Linked DNA regions of Mus musculus: regions 1, 2, 3, 4, 5 and 6 are each linked to region 7. The links are chromatin contacts, called in public ChIA-PET, Hi-C, HiChIP or PLAC-seq and capture Hi-C maps. All regions are on one chromosome and are shown on one strand. The core of a region is the stretch at or near the end of the contact, and the rest is flanking DNA. Distances in the headings are between cores, read along the strand shown.

Region 1 (2,700 bases), core at 160-2,659, 610 kb after region 7:
AGGCCAGAGAGATGTCTACACAGCAGCTAAGCCTGCTGCTCTCGAAGAGGACTAGAGCTGGAATCTCAGCACTCGCAGTAAGAGGCCTATGACACCTGTAACTTCATCTTCAGGAATCTGGCACCCCCTTGTGGCCCCCACAGGCACCTGCATGAAGGTACTCACGTACATTGTAAAAGATGAAAAAAATGAAAAAATATGGATAGCTATTAAAATGCTTATTTTAGCAAATTTATAATATTCAGTTTAATATAAACAAATGTAAATATTCAGATAGCATTTAGGTAAATCCAGTAAGTAAGCAATAATGCAACATGCATGCATGGTATAGGATATGACTCCACCAGTAACAATTATATTCATAAAACATGTGTAACATGGGCTGGAGAGATGGCTCAGGGGTTAAGAGCACTGACTGCTCTTCCAAGGCCCTGAGTTCAATTCCCAGCAACCACGTGGTGGCTCAAAACCATCAGTAAGGGGTTCTGATGCCCTCTTCTGGTGTATCTGAAGACAGCTACAGTGTACTTATATAAATAAAAATAAATCTTTTTAAAAATCTGTGTAACACAGATTTTACCATTTTAACCCTTGCGGTGTTTTGTGTTTGTTTTGCACTGCTAGAGTTTGCTCTGTGGGCTGTGTGCATGCTAGGCAGGTGTTCTGCCCCTGACTGCATCCCTGCTAGTTTCCTCCGCTGTTAAGCATACAATAGTTCAGGGAAGTGTTTCTGTAGTTACCTAGCTTCATGAAGAGTCCATCATCCACTGAGTCTCTGTTGATGAATCTTTTCAAGCCATTCTTTCTCACAGTGCCCACAGTGGTCTAAATCTGTTGTAGTTTAAGAATCTGAGCTGCTCATCTTCACGTTTTATAGGAAATAAAAAAAATCTGTCACTGCCTTGTTTTCCTGAGTGTAGTGGCTTCACTAGTGAAGAGGCCTCTTCATATTCCCTGGCATCTAATACTGAAAGGGTCAACTGGGTGAAGGCCTCACGTCAGCAACACTGCTTCCTCAAGGGAAGGTGTCTCGGCCCTGCCTCATCTGCTGGGAAGACAGCCAAGGGCGTTCATTTCCACTCCCTGTTATTCAGCTGCTGGCTCATCTGCCGATGCGTACTGAATATCTGTGCAATCCAGGCCGGGTTGTTTATACTGAGGACACCATGGACAAGCCCAGGCTCTGGCCTCTCGGAGTCTCTGGTCTATGAAGTAATAGCCACTCTAGGGGAAGATAGTCTGTGAGCCATGAGCGCGCTGACGGGAAGGACCTGGGATTTAGGTGAGGCTTGCTGTGGGCTAGAGAACTGTTTTGTACTTTCATTCATTTGCACTGCATCCTGCCCTGGCCTGTGCTTGGCTGCTGTAGGGGGAAGACGGAGTGGGTAAGGGCGAGGATGTGGTTGACCACACGTTGCTGGGGGAACTGAGGTTAATCGTGAACAGGGCTGTATGCAAGCAGAATGCAGTGCAGTGGGGGAGAGGCTGGTTAGCAAACCCACAGCAATGAGTGCAAAGGGACTTTCTGTGATCTTAAGAGTCTTTTGGGACAGTTAGCAAACTTTCCTAGATGCCTCCAAGGCACAAGACCTTATTAAAGCAAGATGGCCACTTTTAAAGTGTCAGCGTCCAAAAAACATGAAGCTATTTAATCTTCTCCAAGTATTTTTTAGTAATATTATTGAAAAATGAGTGTTTCTGACATTCCTAGGTATTTGTTGGCTATGTGTTCATTTTATATAGAAAATTTATTTCTGTGTCCGTATTTGAGGAATTTGATTTGTCAGGAGATTGCTGGAGAAGAAACTGTCATACTATTAGGTAGCCACACTAGAGCACCTACCGCGTAGTCCTACGTAATTGATCCAGTCCATTCTCATACAATATCCCAGTGGTTCCATCATCCCCTCTTCATACGTGAGGGGTGGCTAGTTTCCTCTCTGTTGCTAAAACACTGACTTATGAGAGGAAAGTGTTTATTTAGGTTAGATTCAGGTCACAGTCCATCATTGAAGGAAGTCAGGGCAGGAACCCAAGCATAAGTCTGAAGCAGAAACAATGGAGCAGGGCTGCTTGCTGGCTTGCTTGCTTGCTGGCTTGCTTACTGACTCATGGTCAGCACTATCTCTAGTCAGGTCGTCCTGAGATAGTGTCACCCACCATGGGCTAGGTCCCCTGCTTCAACAAACCAGAGACTCCCCCACTGACATGCCCACGCACCAGTTCAATCTAGACAACCTTCACTTGAGGTGTCTCTCCTCTCAGATGACTCTAGACCAGTGTTTCTCAACTTCCTAATGCTGTGACCCTTTAATACAGTTCCTCATGCTGTGGTGACCCCAACCATAAAATTATTTTTGTTGCTACTTAATAACTCTAATCTTGCTACTGTTATGAATTATAATATAAATAATCTGATACGCAGGATATCTGATAAGCTACCCCTATGAAAGGGTCATTTGACCCCAAAAGGGTCATGATTCACAGGTTGAGAACCACTGTTCTAGGCTGTGTCAAGTAGACAGTTAAAGCTACATAGGACAAGGATACTAGCATTTAGAATATAATTGATTTATAAAGCATTTGGAACCTTGAAGTCCCAAATTTCTACCTCTGATGTTGTCCCTAATTATACCTAATACTCAAATATAAAAACACATCACAGTATTCTCAAATAAAGACGTGCAATTAACCAGTGTC
Region 2 (2,700 bases), core at 94-2,593, 600 kb before region 7:
CAAAACCTGCTACAATGGTCTTTATTCTGTGATAAACTTTCTCTTTGCTCAGTGGCTAGTCCAAAAGAAAGGTGTCAGATGACTTGAGGTCTGAGATAGCTAGCCTTGTCTAGAAGTTTTATCCACAGCAATATAAACAAAACAAGACATACCTAATACACAATAACAAAACCCTAAAACAAAAGACTGGCTTTCCTTAGATTCTGTGGCCATTCCTGCTGCTGCTGTCCCCTGTGACTTGGAAGCAGATTTCCTATTCCATTGTTCTTCTATTCTCCCTCTTCTTGGTGGCTACCTGTTGCAGTGCGGCTTAACTGCTCTACACCGTGCCCGAGACTCTTTCCCTGAGCCTAACCATCCGGCTTCTCACCATTCAGCTCATTCTCCTTTCTAGCTTACACCAGCCATTTGGGCTGATGAAATCTTTAGCTTTTCCCAGCCAGACTCTGTGCAGCTAGCTAAAATGACCTTGAACCTATCATCCTGCTTCTACTTCCTGAAAGTGGGGATTGCAGGCCCGAGCTAACTTGGCTTGGCTTCTGTGGTGTTGGGGATGGAAGGCAAGGCTTTGTGCGTGCCAGGGAAGCTCTTTACTACCTGAGATCCATCCAATCCTGCTTCTCTGATCCAATTTTAAAACCTGTCACTTCACCACTGCTAACTCTGGAGGCAGCACATTCCTTTTATGGTGATTTAGAAAACTAGATGTAATTGCTTCATAATGATTTTCTTCCTAGACTTCCTGTTCAGCTCAAAATTTTGTTATCCTCAGGTGTTCACAGCAAGTTGCTAAGGAAAACGCAAAATCTGCCACTAACACAAATAGCCTCTCACAGGAATTTTGGAGTTGATTTTGTTTTAGATAATCTGTCATTAATTGTGTCTCCCCCTCACCACTCCCTCCCACTCTCCCCCCCCCCCATTTCAAGGGTAAACAAGAATTCACTGAGAAATCAGGTGATTAAACTCCAGGTGGGCACTCCTCACAGCTGGGGTGAGTAGCTATTATAATAAGTCACAGAGCTTCAAATGAAAAGCCCTTAAAAACTCTTTAAATAATAAAGCATTTAAGAGTTTGTTGGAATTAAGAAAAAAAAATACATGAAAATACTTCATCAGAAGGAATGAAAAGTTGTTGCCCTCACTGCCTTTCAACATACAGTCAACGATGAGCCCACCACGCTCCAACAGAGAGTACGCTCCAACAGAGAGTACCAAACTCTCGGTCACACAGACAACCGTGCTTTAAAAATCCCTGAACGAAACAAAGGGGCCTGGACATAGGAAAGTGACTTGTTGCAGAGCTGCAGAGCCGGGTGGGGACTGTACAGGAAGGAAGGCGGTAAGGGGGAGGGAGGGTTGAGAGTCATCAAAATGTGTTGTATGTGGGTATGGAACTGTTGAAAAGCAAATTTAGCCAATAAAAAACAAGAGTACACACAAAAATAAAAAGTATTTTCATCATCATGAGAAAAAGTGCAAAGAATTAATTATCCTTGTAAAATTGGAAAATGTTTCATTCGCTAACAATAAAAAATGGCTTTTGCTGGCATTGTTTTTGTTTTAGGAGTAAAAAAAATAATGTAATCCTTATAGAGTCTTACAGGCAAGTAAACTTGTGAGACTTAATTGGACACGAAGTAAATGTGAAAGCTAAATGTGGTTTGGACAGTGCTACACACGCACAACTCTCCTGGTGTAATTTGCATGAAAAGGAAATCAAAGAGCGAGAACTCTCAGGCTGATCGGCTGTGAAGGACTTAATTCAAAACAGTTTTCTGCTTGAAAAAAAGTGATTTATTTTAAATGTACTTTTGAAAAACAAAAGCCTTACTGGTAACCACCATTTTAGGTGTATTATCTCAATGTGGGATTTCAGTAAAAGGTCAAATCTTATAGAAGTATTTTTGGTCTGACTCAGTCCTGATCACAGATAAATTTTATCAAGAAAATGAAACGAGTTGAGCATTTTAAAACCCGGAGAGAGAGCTTGTTTAAAGAGGCAGCACTTCCCCCTCCCTGCCCCCGCCACAATAAAGACTCTAAGGAGAGAACTTTGGTTGAGAAAAATCTAAAATGAACACATTTAGATGCTCCTGTGCAAGTTTTCTGCACACAGGTTAGAATGGTAGTCGGGCTGCTTTGGAGCAAACAAGGCACAGTTGCTGTTTTGTTTTGTTTCAGTTCAATAGGCAAATTGAACTTCCTGCTTTATAACTGCCCTTGATTAAAGTGCTCTATTTTATCCCAGAAGTGCAAGTGGGGAGCTTTAACTTCAGTTTAAACCTTGTTTAACAGTCCCCAGCCCACTTCCCGAGGAACTCCCTGTGGACCATTCTCATTTTTTTTTTTCCAGGATCTAGTATGACTTCTGTATTTGTCATTGGCTAGGGAGCATTCCCAAGCCTGGCCTTGCTGGCAGCTCCCTGGGCTGATGTCCTGACTCACTGTGGGAGAAGACTCTGTCATCCTTGCCAAAAAGGAAGCCCTGACCTGACCAGCCCCTTACTCATTAACCTCAGCTAGTCCAGAGGTTGGAATGAGGGAGCGAAGGAAGCTACCGTAGATCTGTGGATTAAACTGTGCACCAAGGAAAGAGCAAGCAAGCCTCAAGTCCTTGAAAAGGCCCGCTTGCAGGGAGTTGGCGGTGGGGTCGGGGTGGGGTAGTGCAAAGCAGCCTAACTCAGAAGCTCACCAGCC
Region 3 (2,898 bases), core at 322-2,821, 800 kb before region 7:
AATTTTGTTTTTAAAAACAACAGTGAAGGATGCTGGGAGAATCTGGTGGTCAGGCCCACTTTATATATAGACACTTTGTCCTGTCCTGGGTTTGCAACTGAACACTTTTGTAATTTGTAAAGATTTGGACAAACTCTCTGTAGCGTGGCTTCTTGCTTCACAACTCAGTTTTAAAACTGTGTTTGAGGCTAGAAATGTGGTTCAGTGGTGGAATATTTGCTCAGCATGCATGAGGCATGGATCCAGTCTCCAACACTCCAGACAAAACAACTGCCTTCTAGCCTTGGATGGAACAATTCTATTCCTTAACAGCGTAAAAGTAACAGCAGCGCCTCTGCCTCTAAATATTCCTCTTTATTGGGGGTTTCTGGTGGCTTAGTTCTCAGCAACCCAGACAAATACTGAAGTGCTTATTTACATATTAGAGGAGACACTGCCAGTCTCCCAGCAGCCCTCAGAACCTGTGGCTCCTCCCAGCTCTTCTCACCCTAATCCCTACTCTCAGCCTTTTCTTAGCTCCATTTCCTTGGTGTGGGACTCCTCTCTTCATCTCCCTCCCAGTCTCTCCTCTCGTGGTCCTGTTTAGTGTGCCGGCCATGTTCATCCTGGACTCCTCTCTGCCTGTTTTCTCCGATACCTACAATAAAAATCTTCTCTGCACTTTAGGAGTGGTCATGTCCACCTCCTTTTATTTCATTTTTTAATTCAAACATGCGTTTGGGTGCATGTGGAAGACAGAGGTCAATCATGGATGGCATTCCTCAGACAATATACACCTTGGTTTTTAAAGCAAGGACCTGGGGCTTATTGATCTGACTAAGCTGGCCAGCCAGAGAGTCTCAGAGATCCTCCAGTCTGTGGCTCCCCACCGCTAGGATCGTAGATGAGTACTGCTTTGATGTCTTTTAAACATGGGTGCTAAAGATGGAACTTGGGTTCTCAAGTTTGCACGGAGAGCACTTCATTAGTGAATTACCTCAACCCCTACACACTATTTTATTTTATTGAGGCAGGGTCTCACTATGTTGCTCCAATTGACCTAGACTTCACTATGTAGACCAGGCTGGCTGATCTCACAGCAATCCACCTGCCTCTGCCTTATGAGTGCTAGGATTAAAAACATATGGTAGCACACCTAGCTCTTTTTTATTCTTTTTATTTATTTGAATGTGTATACAAGTAAGAACAGGTGCCCATGGAGGCCAGAAGAGAGTGTTGGATCCCTTAGAACTGGAAATATAGGCCATTGTGAGTCACTCAGCATGGGTGCTGACACCCAACATGGGTGCTGAGAACTTAACTCCGATGCCCCCAAGGGCAGTACATGCTCTTAACCACTGGTCCATCTCTCCAGCCCCAACTATTCCTACCTTAAAGCCCAAGATTTGCCACTTGTTTAGTTTCAGGAATTTGTTAAGCAAACTTTAAATTCACTCCTTTCATCAACATACACTGTGAAAGTGAATCCTGACTGTCAACCTGATTGGAGTAAGAAACGAGGGCATTAATGCAGCACATTGTTTGCTGAGTCATCCAGAGAGCAGTCGAAGGGGAAGCGCCTGCCCTGAATGTGGGGGGCAACACCCCGTGGGCTGGAGTCCTGGGCTGGATAAAGAGGAAACCACCTGCTGAGCACCAGTACACCCCTTTCTCTGTTTCCTGGTTCTCTGAAATGTGGAAGATCAACTTGTACTCATATGGCATTGCCAAGAGCCTTCTTGCTCCCCGCCTCCCTGCCGGGATGGACTGAACCCTCAAACGTGACCCCTCCTCTCTGTTTTTGTCTGATATTTGTCATAGCGTCTAGAAAAGGCACTAATATACTCATAGGCTCTCACAGGTCTGCTCAGAATCTTTCTCAGTCTTGACACCCAGATGGAAAGAAGTGGCTCCCACTCCTTTCAACCACTTTAGATCCCCAACCCCATCCCCGCCACCACCCCCTCCCCCCGATTTTCACTGGAAATGCCATTAAGTCAAGTCCAGAAAGAAAAAAGCTGGGAAATAGGTTTACTGTTTTGTCACTTAAAGTGGTTGGGGAGATTCTTTGCTTAGTTTACAAATTTTTTTCCTAATTGTGTTCAATGGACACTTTGGATGATCATTACAACTTGTACTGGTAGCTTCGGGACCTCTCCCTGAAAGTCAAAGCACATGGGAGATCATCACATGCCACTTCTACATTGCTCTGACCAAAATACAGTTAAAAAGGTGGAATTACTCACTTGGGCTCATGGTTTTAGAGGGTTCCCTTCATCATGGTGGAAGGGCTCAGCCAGACCAAGGAGGGTAGTTCACTCATGGGGCAGGAAGGAAGCAGAGACAAGTGGGGAAAGGACAGCAAGGCTCAGCCCATGACACTTCCCTTCCAATGTGACCTGCTTCTTCTGACTAGGCCCTGCCTTCTGCTTCACCCATCCCAATAATATAATCATTTATGACTCCACCTGGTGACTAATTCACTCGGTAGGTCAGAGGCCTTGTGATCTATGTTCTCTGGAAACGCCCTCACAGACACTTCCACAGGTGTGCTTTGCCAATGTCCTAGGCATTTCTCAATTCAACCAAGCTGACAAGACTAACCATCACAGAGTTGTGACTCCTGTTCCAAACACTTCACTTGTCACCTCTGTCTCTGCTCAAAGATGAGAACTACTTTCCTAAATAACTTTCACTTCAAAACAGAATAAAATTTTGTTTTTTGTTTTGTTTTGTTTTTCAAGGCAGTGTTTCCCATGGCTATCCTGGAACTCACTCCTTAGAGTAAGCTGGCCTCAAACTCAGAGACCTGCCACCACTGCCCAGCTTCAAACAGGATAAATCTCAGTATCAGAAGTCCTGGTATAGATTCTTGTTTCCTTAATTTCCTAGGACTTACCAAAGCCCTGAATGAAACAG
Region 4 (3,006 bases), core at 235-2,734, 840 kb before region 7:
GAATCAACAGCACAGCAACAAACTCGACTGACTCAGCAGAGAGAATGATATACCATCAAAAGGGAGAGAATCTTCCTTCAGCTCCCTGTATCCAGGCTGCTACCAGAAGCTAATGCCCACATTTAGGCTGAGTCTTCTTTCACTAATAAAGCGATTAAGACAATTTCTCAAATGAGGTTCCCTTCTCAAGTGATTCTAATTTGTTGATATTAAAACCAACCATGACAAGGCCCAGTATTGAAATCTTGATCTCTACAGTGAAGTTATTGAAGTTGGTGAGCCTTTAAGACGGTGGTTCTCAACCTGTGGGTCTCAACCTTTTCACAGGAGTTACCTAAGACCATCAGAAAACACAGGTATTTACAGTACAATTCATAACAGTAAAATTACAGTCGTAATTTTAGAGTTGAAGGTTGTACTGGCTAGTTTTGTGTCAACTTGACACAGCTGGAGTTATCACAGAGAAAGGAGCTTCAGTTGAGGAAATGCCTCCATGAGATCCAGTTGTGAGGCATTTTCTCAATTAGTGATCAAGGGGGAAAGGCCCCTTGTGGGTGGGACCATCTCTGGGTTGGTAGTCTTGGTTCTATAAGAGAGCTGGCTAAGCAAGCCAGGAGAAGCAAGCCAGTAAAGAACATCCCTCCATGGCTTCTGCATCAGCTCCTACTTTCTGACCTGCTTGAGTTCCAGTCCTGACTTCCTTGGTGATAAATAGCAATGTGGAAAGTGTAAGCCGAATAAACCCTTTCCTCCCCAACTTGTTTCTTGGTTATGATGTTTGTGCAGGATTAAAACCCTGACTAAGACAAGGGTTCACCACAACTTGAGGAACTATATTAAAGGGTCACAGCCTTAGGAAGGTTGAGAACCACTGCTTTAAGAGATAGGGCCTCTTGGGAAATCTTATATCATTGTCTTAGAGTTAGGTTTCTATTAGGTGATAACCACCATGACCAAAAGCAACCTGAGAAAGAAAGTTCTATTTGGCTTACAGGTTATAGTCTACGATTGGAGAAAACCAAGGCAGAAACTCAGGGTAAGAATCAAGTCAGGAGCTGAAGCAGAGGTCTCTGGGGAGTGCTGGATACTGGCTTGCTCCTCATGGCTTGATCAGCCTACTTTCTAATATACCCGAGGACCACCCACTGGCCTGGGCCCTTCCATATCAATAATTAACCAAGAAAAGGCCCTGCAGACTTGTTTACAAGTAATCTGATGGAGACGTTTTCTCAGCTGAGGTTCCTCTTCCCAGATAACTCTAGCTTGTGTCAAGTTGACAGAAAACTAAGAGGAACAACCCTGGGAACATGCCCCTGGAAGAGATTGTAGGATCATAATCTCTGTCCTAAATCCGTTCCATGCCTCTGCTTTGAAAAGAATGAACAATTCTCTTATCGTGTGCTCCCAGCCATAATGGGCTGAGAAGAGCAGGGCCAACTGATTACGGAACCTCTGAAAGTGGGCTTTGATGACCTCAGCTCTTCATTACAATAGCAGAATGCTCTCTAAGACACTGAGTCAGGAGGCAAGTGACAGAAAAAGAGATGACAGACAGAAGATGGAAGAAAGATGGGGCCAATGAGAGACCGGTGGTGAATGGTGGGGGTCTCCTGGTCAAAGAATTGCTGGGGTGAGAACTTTAGAGTCATTAAAGCTGAAAGTGAGAGGAAGAAAGAGTCAGGAAGTGAGGGACTGAAAACTGAGTCTTAGGGGTCTGATGGTTATAGGCGATGACTGGTGGAGTCTATGAGTTCCAAGGTGGGTGTGAGGTGAAAGTTCATTTGATGTGGGGAGCCAAGGAGTGCAGGGGCCAAGGTGTTGAGTGGGCTGTTCCCTAATCGCAAGACCAGTATTGAGGATGGAGATCACAAGCCCACTACTCAACCATCCTCAAGTGTTGTGGACTGTTTCCTCCAAAATTGAGTCCTTTGACTCTATCCTGCAGGGAAGATTCTCAACCAGGAAGGCAAACAACTTAAAATAGCTCCAGGAAGTCTTTCAAACTGACCAGTTTACTGGACCTCCTCTAAGCAATAAAAGCAGCAAAGGAGATTCTGAGACAAGACCAGATGCTTGGAAGAAGCAAAAGCCAGCCCAGCTGCCTGGAAAGGTTTAGATCAACTGAGTCATCGGGAAAGAATATGATCTAACGTGTTTAGGTGCCTCCGACTGTGCAGTGTGCTCATTTCCGCTCCTGTAAGTAACTCCTTTCCCACACTCCTGCAAGTAACCCTACTAAAACTCAGTGATCCACCAAGATGGAATTAGGCAGTATCCATACTTTGGTTATCATTGTTTCCCCACCTGAGCTGAGTAGACACGTGTGTTGCATCTTCCCAGGAAAAGTTTTGTCACAGAACATCATGTAACAAGGAAAAGTGGCAAGGGCGCTAAATGGTGGCAACACCAAGAGAGTGGCAAGTCCTTAATCTGGTGGCATCCACTAATTAGATTAGAAGCTACCAAAGTGTACCCTCAGTGCAAAGCACATTCTGGGCCTATGCCAGACCTGCTGCCTTGGCAACCAAAGGCATAAGGTTCTGAACCCATGTTCTAATAAATTCCACCAGGAATTTGGCTGTAGGCTGAAGTCTAAGAACAGGAGTGGTCCCTGGCTTAGAGCAGCAGAGAGGGAGTAGATGCAACTGTCTCTCAGGAGGAGAAAACGAAGTGAGGGTGGTGGAGTGGGGTTGAGGAAGTGAGAGAAGACAGATTGCCAGGAGGAAGAGGGGGCAGATGGTCTGCAGTGTAAGGGCAAAGATTCAGTCTGTTTGTGGCACAGAGCCGAGAGGTCAGCTGGAAAGTGAGGCTTGGGTCAGAACCACATCCTGCCACGGCTCCCAGCTGAGGCCTAAGATGGGCTCCTGTAGGAAAGCTGCACTGGCCTCTGTGGGACACAATAATAAAGACACGGATGTTCCCAATCTACCCCAAGGGGCTTTGAGAACAAGACAAACAAACAAACCCAACTGTTAGGATCTGCCCAGGACCTCTAAGACCAAGTTC
Region 5 (2,810 bases), core at 286-2,785, 920 kb before region 7:
TTCTCAGTGCTACAATAGGCCCCGCATTCATTCTTCTCCAGGCAGCTTCACTTTTTATTGACTGAACAGTCTAGGGTATGTCTGTAAGGGTGTTTTCACTGGACAGTAACATCTGTTGGTAAGCTGAGTGAAAACTATCTATCACTATCACAGGTGGGCGTAGAACATAAAGGCAAAGGATGGGTAGATTTTAGCCTAGCTCTGGGACATCTTCCTTCTCTGCCTGTGAGCACACTTCCTATCCTCTGGACTCACAGCAGTCTGCCCACCCTTGCCTCCCTTCCTGGGACTACAGCCTCACTCTGAGGCACACTGCTGGCTTTCCTGGTTCTCTACCCAGAAAACAGGCATTGTGGAACTTCTCAGCTTCCACAATGAAGCCACTGACACCAGCACATCTCCTCTACCATCTACTTACCTTATCTCCTATCAGTTCTGCTTCTCTGGAGACCACTACAATAATCCTTACTTGGAAACTCTCCAAACTTAAAAATGTAGGCTTGAGGTTTGGATTATGAAGAACCAAAGTGTGACAACGCTACTGCAGAGAGTTTTAAGAAAACTTCTCAAGTAATTCTTAATAACACAAAACAGTAACTTCTGGAATAAGGTCTGAGAGGGCTGCTTTTCCTTAACTACATTTTGTTTAAAACAAACAAAGCTGTAATACTGAACAGCAGCAGTATCAGGTTAAGCCTGAGGAAAAGTTGAAAGAGCATGTGAGAAGGAAGTTACTATCCACTGCACGTTGGGAACAAAAATAAGTCCTACCCCAGACCAAAGCTGAAGAGCTAAACACTAAGACTTACTTAGAACTTCAAAATGGTCTCAACAGACTGTTTCTGATACAGGCAGATTGCACGTTTACTAAATGAAAGTAGCCCCTGAAGATTAATCATGTCCCTATGTGCTAGGAAATAAACCACAATAAACAGAATCATAATAAAAGATCAGGCCGGGAAGTGGTGGCGCAAGCCTTTAATCCCAGCACTTGAGAGGCAGAGGCAGGTGGATTTCTGAGTTAGAGGCCAGTCTGGTCTACAGAGTGAGTTTCAGGACAGCCAGGGCTACACAGAGAAACCCTGTCTCAAAAAAAAAAAAAAAAAAAAAAAAAAGATCAGAACAAATGGCAAGAACAAAATAATAATCCTCATCTCTTTTGGATCTATAATACTAGAATTAAGCTATAAAATGTAAAAATACTAACTTAACTGATAGTTAATTTTATAGTAGTTTTGTTGTGGTTCAATACAGATTTTGTTAAGTTTAAAATAAATCAGAGGAGGGGCATGAGACGGCTTGGCAGGTAAAAGCAATTTGCCACCCAAGTCCAATCCCTAGGACCTGCAGAGGGCACAAGATCTTTGTGTTCACAGAGGAGCACTAGGGAAACTAGGAATGTTAAACACAAGGCTGCCTCTTCAAAGGAAGAAATGCATAAACTGTTTTCCACCCAGAAGGCTGGGAATGGATGTGGTTAAGAGCCTGGTGAACCCTGCACTATCTGTATGAATGAGGCTACACCAGGTCCTCCCCTCCCCTCAGGGCCCTTAAGATGGTACATGTAATCTATCTATACAATCTGTTTTTATGGAAAAGGTGACATGTACTTTGAAAAGAGTTCCAACGTAACTAATGCTTAAGCTTTAACTGTACACAAGATTATGTTACACCAAGAAACGTTTTTTTTCCAAATTGAGTTGTACTTAAATATGCCTAAAATAAACTTCCTAGCAGCAGATTCTAGAAGTTTGAAACAACAAGAGCTACCGAGTCACACTGAACCAGACTTCCTTCTTCCTAGATGTGGTGTTTGCAGAGACTCTTCCCACAGACCCACACTGTAGCAGAGAACCAACTCTCACAAGTTGGTTACATAAACACACACACACACACAAATAGATAAAAAGTTAAATAAGTTAGAAGGAATTTACCAATTAGGAGTTCAGTGTAGTGATACATGCCTGGGATTCGGGCACTCTGGTGGCTGCATTAGGAGGATCCTAATTTCATGTGTAATATGTGCTTTATACTGAGATTCTGTGGAAAGGGAGGAGGGAGGAAGGAAGGAATAAGGGAGAGGAGGGGGAAGAGAAGGGAAATGAGAAAGAATAAACACAAAGAAGAGAAGAGGGAAAAGAAGGGAGCAAAGACCAGTAAATACAAGACATAAAAATAAAGGAAAAAAGGAAGAAAAAAAACCAACAACCCAGAAGGTTCAATAAATTATTTAATATCCTGTTTACTCAAGATCTAAAGAGATAAAAGCAATGAACAGAAGCAGTATTTAAAGAGACAACAATTATTATCTACAACTGAAAGAAAAAGAGAAAGCTACATTTATGAAGTCAATGAACAGCCAGGTGTGATGATGTGACCCACCTTTAAACCCAGCACTCAGGAGGCAGAGGTAGGAATCCAGCCTAGTCTACAGAGGGAGTTCTAGGACAGCCAAGGCTATGCAGAGAGAAACCCTGTACCAAACAAAAACAAAAAAACAAAAAAACAGCATTTTAAAAAAAGAGTGAGAGGAAAGATGCCAACCTAAGTATAAAGTCAAAAACAAGCACACATCAGGATACAGGGCACCAGGGAAAAGGACTCTAAAAGGAGTTGGAGTGAAACAAACTATATCCAAAACCTGTCTTGTTTTGTTTTTTGGGTTTTTTTTTTTTTTTTTTTTGCCTGTAAGTGGGCTTTATAAATTTTATTATATATTTATTGGTCTTGTTTATTAACAATTTTATCTTTTAAAAACTATTGGCCCTTAATAAAAACTGGTGAGGAAAAAAAAAGGAGAGAGAAAAAGT
Region 6 (2,775 bases), core at 192-2,691, 890 kb before region 7:
ACTTAACTGTGTAGCCCTGAAAAATGGCCCAGCTTCCTCTGCTTCTTAGCCAAACCAAACCCTGTATTTACTAACTAGCCTCTTACCAAAAACTATTGGACTATACAAATCATATTCCCTACTATTAGAATAGAGAAAAGGGGATGGGCTTAAAACTATTTCCCCCATCAAATCCAGAGGTTGGGTCCCAGTGAAGTTTGTGCTATTACACTTCATTGGTTTTAGTAGGAGCAGTGAGACCTCTAGCGCTACCTCAATAAGCAGAGTTTGCAAATAGTAGCTGCTAATGTCACCTTAATGAGACAATGGCAACATGCTGAGTAGCAGCAAACTGAGTGACCACAATGAATGTTTACAGTTTTGCAACCACTTGGAAAATCTACTAGCTTGGTGGCATGTGGTATATACAAGGACGTAGGAATCTTATGTATCCAATTTATTTCTGCAAAACAGGTGAAAGAAATTATTTTCCTATTATTCACACTTCGACTCCAAGACGAGCTTTAAAAAAACAAAAAACAAAACACAACAAACAAACAAAAAAAAAAACCCAAGATCAGAGGTCTGCACAACCTCCTTCCCAAAGCTTCAACACAATAGATGGTAAACTATTGTCCACCTTTAGCTCGCTCTAAATGCCAGCAGTCACAGGGGTATGAGCTGCAACAGCTCGGGAAGACTGGTCCAAAGGACCGCACTGGAATATAAGAAAATGGTCTTGGCGCATCCTACCCTCCCCCATCCACCACCCTCAAACAAGTCAGTTACCCGGCTGGTCCCCACCCCCCTCTGAGGGCTGCCACCGCCCGCCTGGGCCCGGCTCGCACAAGGTAAGCGCGGGGACCGAGGCTCCATGTGCGGCAGCGCGGGAGGCTGCACCGGCTGCGGACACGAGCGGCGGCGCGGCCCGGCCCCGGCGGTGCGGGTGGCACGCGGGCCGGCAGCATCCCGGTCCGTCCTCCCGCGCGGCCCGCGGACCCCGCCTCGGCTCCACATCCCTTCCCCTCCGACGCCAGGCCGCGCCCGCGCAGCGGGGCCGAGCGCTCAGTGGTCCCAGGTGCCGCGCTAGTCGCTCAGAGGGCGGCTGCTGCCCGGGCCGCGGCGCCCCGAGGCGGCGGCCAACTCCGACTGACCGCCAGCCGGCGAGAGCCAGCGGCCGCGGCCCCCGCCCCTCCCCTCCCAGCCGCCCGGCCCGGCCGGCCCCGGAGCACACTCGCCTCCACATCGCGGCCCTTGTTCTTGAAGCTCTTGATGCGGTGGTTCTCCAAGCCGGGGTTCTCGGCCATGGCTGCGCGCGGCTCCGGAGGCGTCTGCTCCTGCGGCGGCGGCGGCGAGTCGAGCGGGAGGGGACGAAGGGGGAGGAGCGCGCGCTCCGTGACGCCTGGAGCGCGAGGTGGCCGCGGCGCGGGGGCGGCGCTGAGGAGAGGCGCGCGCCGGAGAAGGCCAGGGCGCTGGCCTGCCGGCTGTCGCGGTGACCCTGCCCTCACCCCTTCGTAGGGCCTCCCCACAGCCGCTAGTCATGTGCTAGAAATGGAGCCCGACCTAGTCGCTTTTACCGCCACCGCTGAAGCGGGGCGGAGGGCGGAAACTACAGTTCCCAGCATGCCAGGCGCGGGTCTGAGCCACGCCGTGAGAGGACGAGAAGCATGCCGGGAGGGCTGTGCGCGCGCTTTCGGCTCGGCGCTCTCTGAGCGCGGGCTCGAAGCCCCACCTCTGGGCGGGGTGGTGGGCGGGGAAACTCTGGAGATGGCACCTTGCGGCCTATCGGGAGAGAGAGGCGGAGCTTCGGGGGCGCACCTTGCTCCCTACAGCTTGGAAAATTAGAAAAAGAACGGCCACGCGTGCTTTGCGCTTTTGGCTTCTTTAGGGTCTCCTCAAATAGCAGCCACCCTCAAACCCTGTTCTTTTGCTCTGCTTCGGTTTTATAAATAGCACGCTTGTTTCCACTCCACAAATACATGTGAGTGTGATGTGTGTGTTTATGCTTGCTTCTTGCACCTCTATTAAACTCAATGAGAACAGAGACATTGTTGGTCTCAAAAATCTGTCAGATCAAAACAGTAACTAGTAAATTCTCATTAAAAAAGAAAATGTGTTCTAGTATCCCCTGATTTCTCCAAGCATCCTTGTGCAGCCTTCACTTTGGCAGCCCTACCTTTCTATGACCCCATGCCTTAGTCCACCTTAACACACAATGTAACCTTCAGGCAGTTAATCAGACCCTAGGGCTGCAGACTCCAGACTGCCATCTCCCTTTAGCTTCTCATTGGAACAATAACAGGTTTTGGTTGATTTGGGTTGGTTGGTTGTTTTGTTTTTTGTTTTGCTTTTGTTTTTACAGCAGGTGGACTTTATTTGATTATTATCTGAGACTATTACATTTCAGAATTGTCTTAATTAGGGTTTCTATTGCTGTAAAGAGACACCATGATCATGGCAACTCTTATAAAGGAAAACATTTCATTGGAGCTGGTTTACAGTTCAGAGGTTCAGTCTATTATCATCATGGCAGGAAGCTTGGAGGTATGCAGGCAGACAGTGCTAGAGAAGGAGCTGCGAGTTCTACATCTTGGTCCGCAGGCAGCAGAAAGGGACTGTGCCCCAGGAGGGACCTAGCTTGAGCATAGGAGACCCAATGCCCACCCCATAGTGTCATATTTCCTCCTAATACTGCCACTCCCTATGGGCCAAGCAATCAAACACATGAGGCTAGGAGGCCATTCCTATTCAAACCACCACAAGAATCTTCTGCCAATATAAGCTTATGTGAAGTGT
Region 7 (3,002 bases), core at 90-2,589:
GCCAGCATGAAACGCAAAGCCAGTCCTAGGGGGACCCCTTTCCCTCCAGAGTCCTCTTCTGTCTTTGTATCCTGACTCATCTTCCTGACTCTTATCCACAGCCAGGGGAGACTAGCACAGGAATAGAGCTGTACTGGGTAAAGCAGTTCTCACTGTGGCCAAGTGCTGGGACAGTTGCTGCACAAATGACACTGATCTTGCTTTTGTCTGAGAGAATCACGAAATGTCCCTGCGTGGCCTTATTTTTTCGTGGTCTTACAATGGTCTGGTCAGAGGTGGGTATTATATATATATTTTTTTTAATTAGGTATTTTCTTCATTTACATTTCAAGTGCTATCCCAAAAGTCCCCCATACCACCCCCCCCTACCCACTCACTCCCACTTCTTGGCCCTGGTGTTCCCCTGTACTGAGGCATATAAAGTTTACAAGACCAAGGGGCCTCTCTTCCCAATGATGGCCGACTAGGCCATCTTCTGCTACATATGCAGCTAGAGACATGAGCTCTGGGGGTACTGGTTAGTTCATATTGTTGTTCAGAGGTGGGTATTTTTAAGGGCTTCATGCCTCAGGAGGGAATCTCAGCCTATGTTTTAAGATCCAGACCAACTTCTGGTTGCTCTATGTAATTTCTCAAAAGCTTTGACCACCTTTATAACTCAGACCTCCACATTTATGTTGCCTGTGTCTCACATTGCTCCCTCTACAAAAACAAAATACAAAGTGCCACTAGACTGGATAACAAAAGACATAAAGTGCATAGTCTGCCTAGAAAGAACACTTCAGAACAAGCTTCCTGATCGGCAGCTGGCCCTTTGAGAGAATCCCCTCTCCACCTCCCTAGTCAGGGCTTAATTGTTTTCTCTATAGCCCCGAGGTGAGCCCTAGGCAACAAGACACCACTTTTGCTCACAACCATTCTAGCACTTGGGAGGTTCCTGATCCAGTATTCAAAGCCAGCCAGGGCGGCATACTTTGAAGGTCAGTCCCCGCTGGGTGGTGGACCTTGTGTCAAAACCAAACCACACCCAAACTAAGTCTCGTTAATACTCTAAAGATTTATCCTAAATAACAAATTCGTATGTTGAACTCCAAATTATAAGCATAATTTGGGTTGTATCTTTAAAAAATTACCTTAACTATCAAATTGGCCCACAGCCAATTTGAAGGCTGCTCGCCCGCATTAGGAACCTCAATGTATGAAATACACGCACGAGCAGCGCCCGTAGAATGAGAGTGAGAAAAACGAGGAGCTCCACACCCTCCACTGACAGCAGGGCCCGCGCAGATTTCAAAAAAGGAAGCCGAGCGGGCGGGCCCGGAAATGGAGGCAGGCTGGTGGCCCCGGTTGGCGGGCCCCTCGGCGCCACTTCCGGCAGGGCGCGACCATGGCCGGAGGTCGGGACCGCGGGGACTTGGCGGCCAGGCAGCTAGTGTTCCTACTTCCAGGTAAACGCGGGAGGCGCGTGGGCCTAGGTCGCTGGTGGCGGCAGCGGCAGCGCGGGTTTTTTTTTTTTCCCAGGCCAGCACCGGTCCGCAAGGTCCTAGCGAGCGCGGACCCGGATTCGGTGCCCCGCGCTTTGCTAAGCATCCTGGTCACGTGTCACAACACGCGGGAAAACTCCAAACCCGGAAGCGACGGCAGCGTTTGCGCGGATTCCCTGGGGCGGGTCCAGCCACTCGGCCTGCGGCGGGCAGCGGGGGTCCCGGGACTCTGCTGTCCCCTGGGAGTTACTGGATCTCTGTAGCTCAGCGTCTAGAATCTTACCAGCTCCAAACCAGAGGTCGCAGTAGTCCCATGCTGAGCCGCTCTGCTGCTCTGGAAAGGCAAGGGTGGCCAGGCATAAGGGAGCCTGGATGGGGTTTATGTGAGCGTGGTTTGAAACAATTCCAGGACATGGTGACAGTCAAAAATCCCAGAACCAGGCCACTCAGTGTCCCTGTAGATGATGACCAGCTATCAGGGCATGTGGTGGCATGCGACAGCCATTGCCATATGAGGAGGGCAAGTGAAATAAATTTGGGTTAGGGAATGCAAGCCAGAAACACTCTGTCATTTTACAATGATACATTTGATGTTAGAATACGCGTGAAGAAGGAAACTTCCCAGTCACTTTAATTTTGAGTTTTAGTTTAGCAAATGCAGAGCATTTTTACAGCAAATATATTTCACCAGGGTATAGATATCCAGTGATGATAATTTTTATAATCTTTATGTAACGACCTGACACTTACTTTGGATACACAGCTTCTCTCCTGTGTAAAAAGTTAAACACATTCAAGTGTATGGATTTTGGGTTTGCAGCTCACTCAACTGAACCCTGTATGCTGCTGACCAAGAAGAGTAGCTTTCCAGCTAGCAGCTCATACACCCGTCTTCTAGAGAACCCCAGGCTTTCTGTCATCAAATTAGTTTTGCCTGCTTGGACCCCTGTGACTTTTGTATCTGTCTTCCTTCCCTCCGTACCACGTCTGCCAGATCCATCCATGGCTGTTCCATGGGTTTTGTTGGCTGGTTCTTAAAAATTGCTTCTGGTTTGCTGTATGCATATCAATGCTACTACTCTCCGGAGGATGGATGGCATTAGGTGTTCCTCCTGGTTTGCACCTAGTAGGAGTTACACCTCTGGCAGCATTCTTTTGAGGCTGTTGGTGGACATTGGCATTCATTTCTTCGGAGTGTCTGTATCCTGGAGTGGAAGCTGCTTTTGGGTGCTTGTTGGGTTAGCTTTAGTTCTGCAGAATGGTTTTCTGAAGTGGTTGATACGGCTTCGTCCTGACTCCAGCTGCCTATGATGAGTCCAGTTAAGCCGTAACCTCACTGATAGTGCTTGGTAAAGCAGCTAGTGAGAATTCCTGGTGTTGGTGAGCCATCAGAAGGCTAGCTGAACACCTTAGTTTAGCTGGGAGAGGGGAGAGCCTCCTTTCACCCTTCTGTTACATCAGTATATTTGATTTTTGTAGTAGGATCCCTAATCATTCTTTTTGCAATCAAACATGTTA

What was found. A called contact is a pair of places that touch in the nucleus more often than the background predicts. ChIA-PET counts read pairs in DNA pulled down with a chosen protein or histone mark. HiChIP or PLAC-seq counts read pairs in DNA pulled down with a chosen protein or histone mark. Capture Hi-C pulls out chosen DNA fragments and counts their contacts.
Region 1: a Hi-C map of regulatory T cells shows a contact between it and region 7, with 11 times the contacts expected there. The contact joins the enhancer-like site here to the promoter of Rnaseh2b in region 7. A contact is called at or near these places in 1 of 484 Hi-C or Micro-C datasets (regulatory T cells) and 2 of 115 datasets of contacts at active chromatin or transcription factors (T-cell acute lymphoblastic leukemia and memory CD8 T cells).
Region 2: an RNA polymerase II ChIA-PET map of memory CD8 T cells shows a contact between it and region 7, with 28 read pairs. The contact joins the enhancer-like site here to the promoter of Rnaseh2b in region 7. A contact is called at or near these places in 1 of 484 Hi-C or Micro-C datasets (B cells) and 10 of 115 datasets of contacts at active chromatin or transcription factors (acute myeloid leukemia, bone marrow-derived macrophages, cardiomyocytes and 4 more).
Region 3: an H3K4me3 HiChIP or PLAC-seq map of bone marrow-derived macrophages shows a contact between it and region 7, with 4 times the contacts expected there. The contact joins the enhancer-like site here to the promoter of Rnaseh2b in region 7. A contact is called at or near these places in 1 of 15 datasets of contacts at CTCF or cohesin (pro-B cells), 1 of 484 Hi-C or Micro-C datasets (bone marrow-derived macrophages), 10 of 115 datasets of contacts at active chromatin or transcription factors (the 230-238 cell line, DN3 thymocytes, T-cell acute lymphoblastic leukemia and 5 more) and 1 of 9 other capture datasets (embryonic stem cells).
Region 4: a contact with region 7 is called in an H3K27ac HiChIP or PLAC-seq map of embryonic stem cells, with 5 times the contacts expected there. The contact joins the promoter of 4930556J02Rik here to the promoter of Rnaseh2b in region 7. A contact is called at or near these places in 5 of 115 datasets of contacts at active chromatin or transcription factors (T-cell acute lymphoblastic leukemia, bone marrow-derived macrophages, embryonic stem cells and 1 more).
Region 5: an H3K27ac HiChIP or PLAC-seq map of T-cell acute lymphoblastic leukemia shows a contact between it and region 7, with 5 times the contacts expected there. The contact joins the enhancer-like site here to the promoter of Rnaseh2b in region 7. A contact is called at or near these places in 1 of 484 Hi-C or Micro-C datasets (bone marrow-derived macrophages), 5 of 115 datasets of contacts at active chromatin or transcription factors (T-cell acute lymphoblastic leukemia, acute myeloid leukemia, embryonic stem cells and 1 more) and 1 of 9 other capture datasets (adipose tissue).
Region 6: a contact with region 7 is called in a capture Hi-C map of macrophages, with 4 times the contacts expected there. The contact joins the promoter of Kpna3 here to the promoter of Rnaseh2b in region 7. A contact is called at or near these places in 12 of 39 promoter capture datasets (the 3T3-L1 cell line, the C10 cell line, the HPC-7 cell line and 8 more), 9 of 484 Hi-C or Micro-C datasets (B cells, the HPC-7 cell line, bone marrow-derived macrophages and 3 more), 11 of 115 datasets of contacts at active chromatin or transcription factors (DN3 thymocytes, astrocytes, effector CD8 T cells and 6 more) and 4 of 9 other capture datasets (adipose tissue, embryonic stem cells, liver and 1 more).

Annotation. Positions count from the first base shown.
Region 1 is chr14:62,939,497-62,942,196 of GRCm38.p6, forward strand. All of the region lies in intron 6 of Wdfy2 (WD repeat and FYVE domain containing 2), which reads left to right. Among named protein-coding and RNA genes, the nearest start is that of Defb48, 44 kb to the right of the region's middle. Within about 2 kb of position 1,410, at least 152 of the 459 cell types and tissues checked have an H3K27ac peak or open chromatin away from gene starts, as enhancers often do. A contact at or near this core is called in T-cell acute lymphoblastic leukemia, memory CD8 T cells and regulatory T cells, where this site is marked.
Region 2 is chr14:61,735,253-61,737,952 of GRCm38.p6, forward strand. No RefSeq gene overlaps it. Among named protein-coding and RNA genes, the nearest start is that of Gm46480, 30 kb to the left of the region's middle. Within about 2 kb of position 1,344, at least 136 of the 459 cell types and tissues checked have an H3K27ac peak or open chromatin away from gene starts, as enhancers often do. A contact at or near this core is called in B cells, bone marrow-derived macrophages, embryonic stem cells and 1 more, where this site is marked.
Region 3 is chr14:61,528,145-61,531,042 of GRCm38.p6, forward strand. No RefSeq gene overlaps it. Among named protein-coding and RNA genes, the nearest start is that of Spryd7, 27 kb to the right of the region's middle. Within about 2 kb of position 1,572, at least 51 of the 459 cell types and tissues checked have an H3K27ac peak or open chromatin away from gene starts, as enhancers often do. A contact at or near this core is called in acute myeloid leukemia and bone marrow-derived macrophages, where this site is marked.
Region 4 is chr14:61,491,204-61,494,209 of GRCm38.p6, forward strand. 4930556J02Rik (RIKEN cDNA 4930556J02 gene) reads left to right here and starts at 1,485. Exons shown (of 3, transcript NR_045714.1): 1 at 1,485-1,630; 2 at 1,946-2,196.
Region 5 is chr14:61,408,711-61,411,520 of GRCm38.p6, forward strand. All of the region lies in intron 1 of Kpna3 (karyopherin (importin) alpha 3), which reads right to left. Among named protein-coding and RNA genes, the nearest start is that of Kpna3, 30 kb to the right of the region's middle. Within about 2 kb of position 1,536, at least 21 of the 459 cell types and tissues checked have an H3K27ac peak or open chromatin away from gene starts, as enhancers often do. A contact at or near this core is called in T-cell acute lymphoblastic leukemia and bone marrow-derived macrophages, where this site is marked.
Region 6 is chr14:61,438,506-61,441,280 of GRCm38.p6, forward strand. It overlaps Kpna3 (karyopherin (importin) alpha 3), which reads right to left and starts at 1,442. Exons shown (of 17, transcript NM_008466.5): 1 at 1,218-1,442. The coding sequence starts at 1,286.
Region 7 is chr14:62,330,729-62,333,730 of GRCm38.p6, forward strand. It overlaps Rnaseh2b (ribonuclease H2, subunit B), which reads left to right and starts at 1,340. Exons shown (of 11, transcript NM_026001.3): 1 at 1,340-1,448. The coding sequence starts at 1,388. It overlaps Gm41173 (a long non-coding RNA gene), which reads right to left and starts at 1,327. Exons shown (of 2, transcript XR_874686.3): 1 at 1,134-1,327.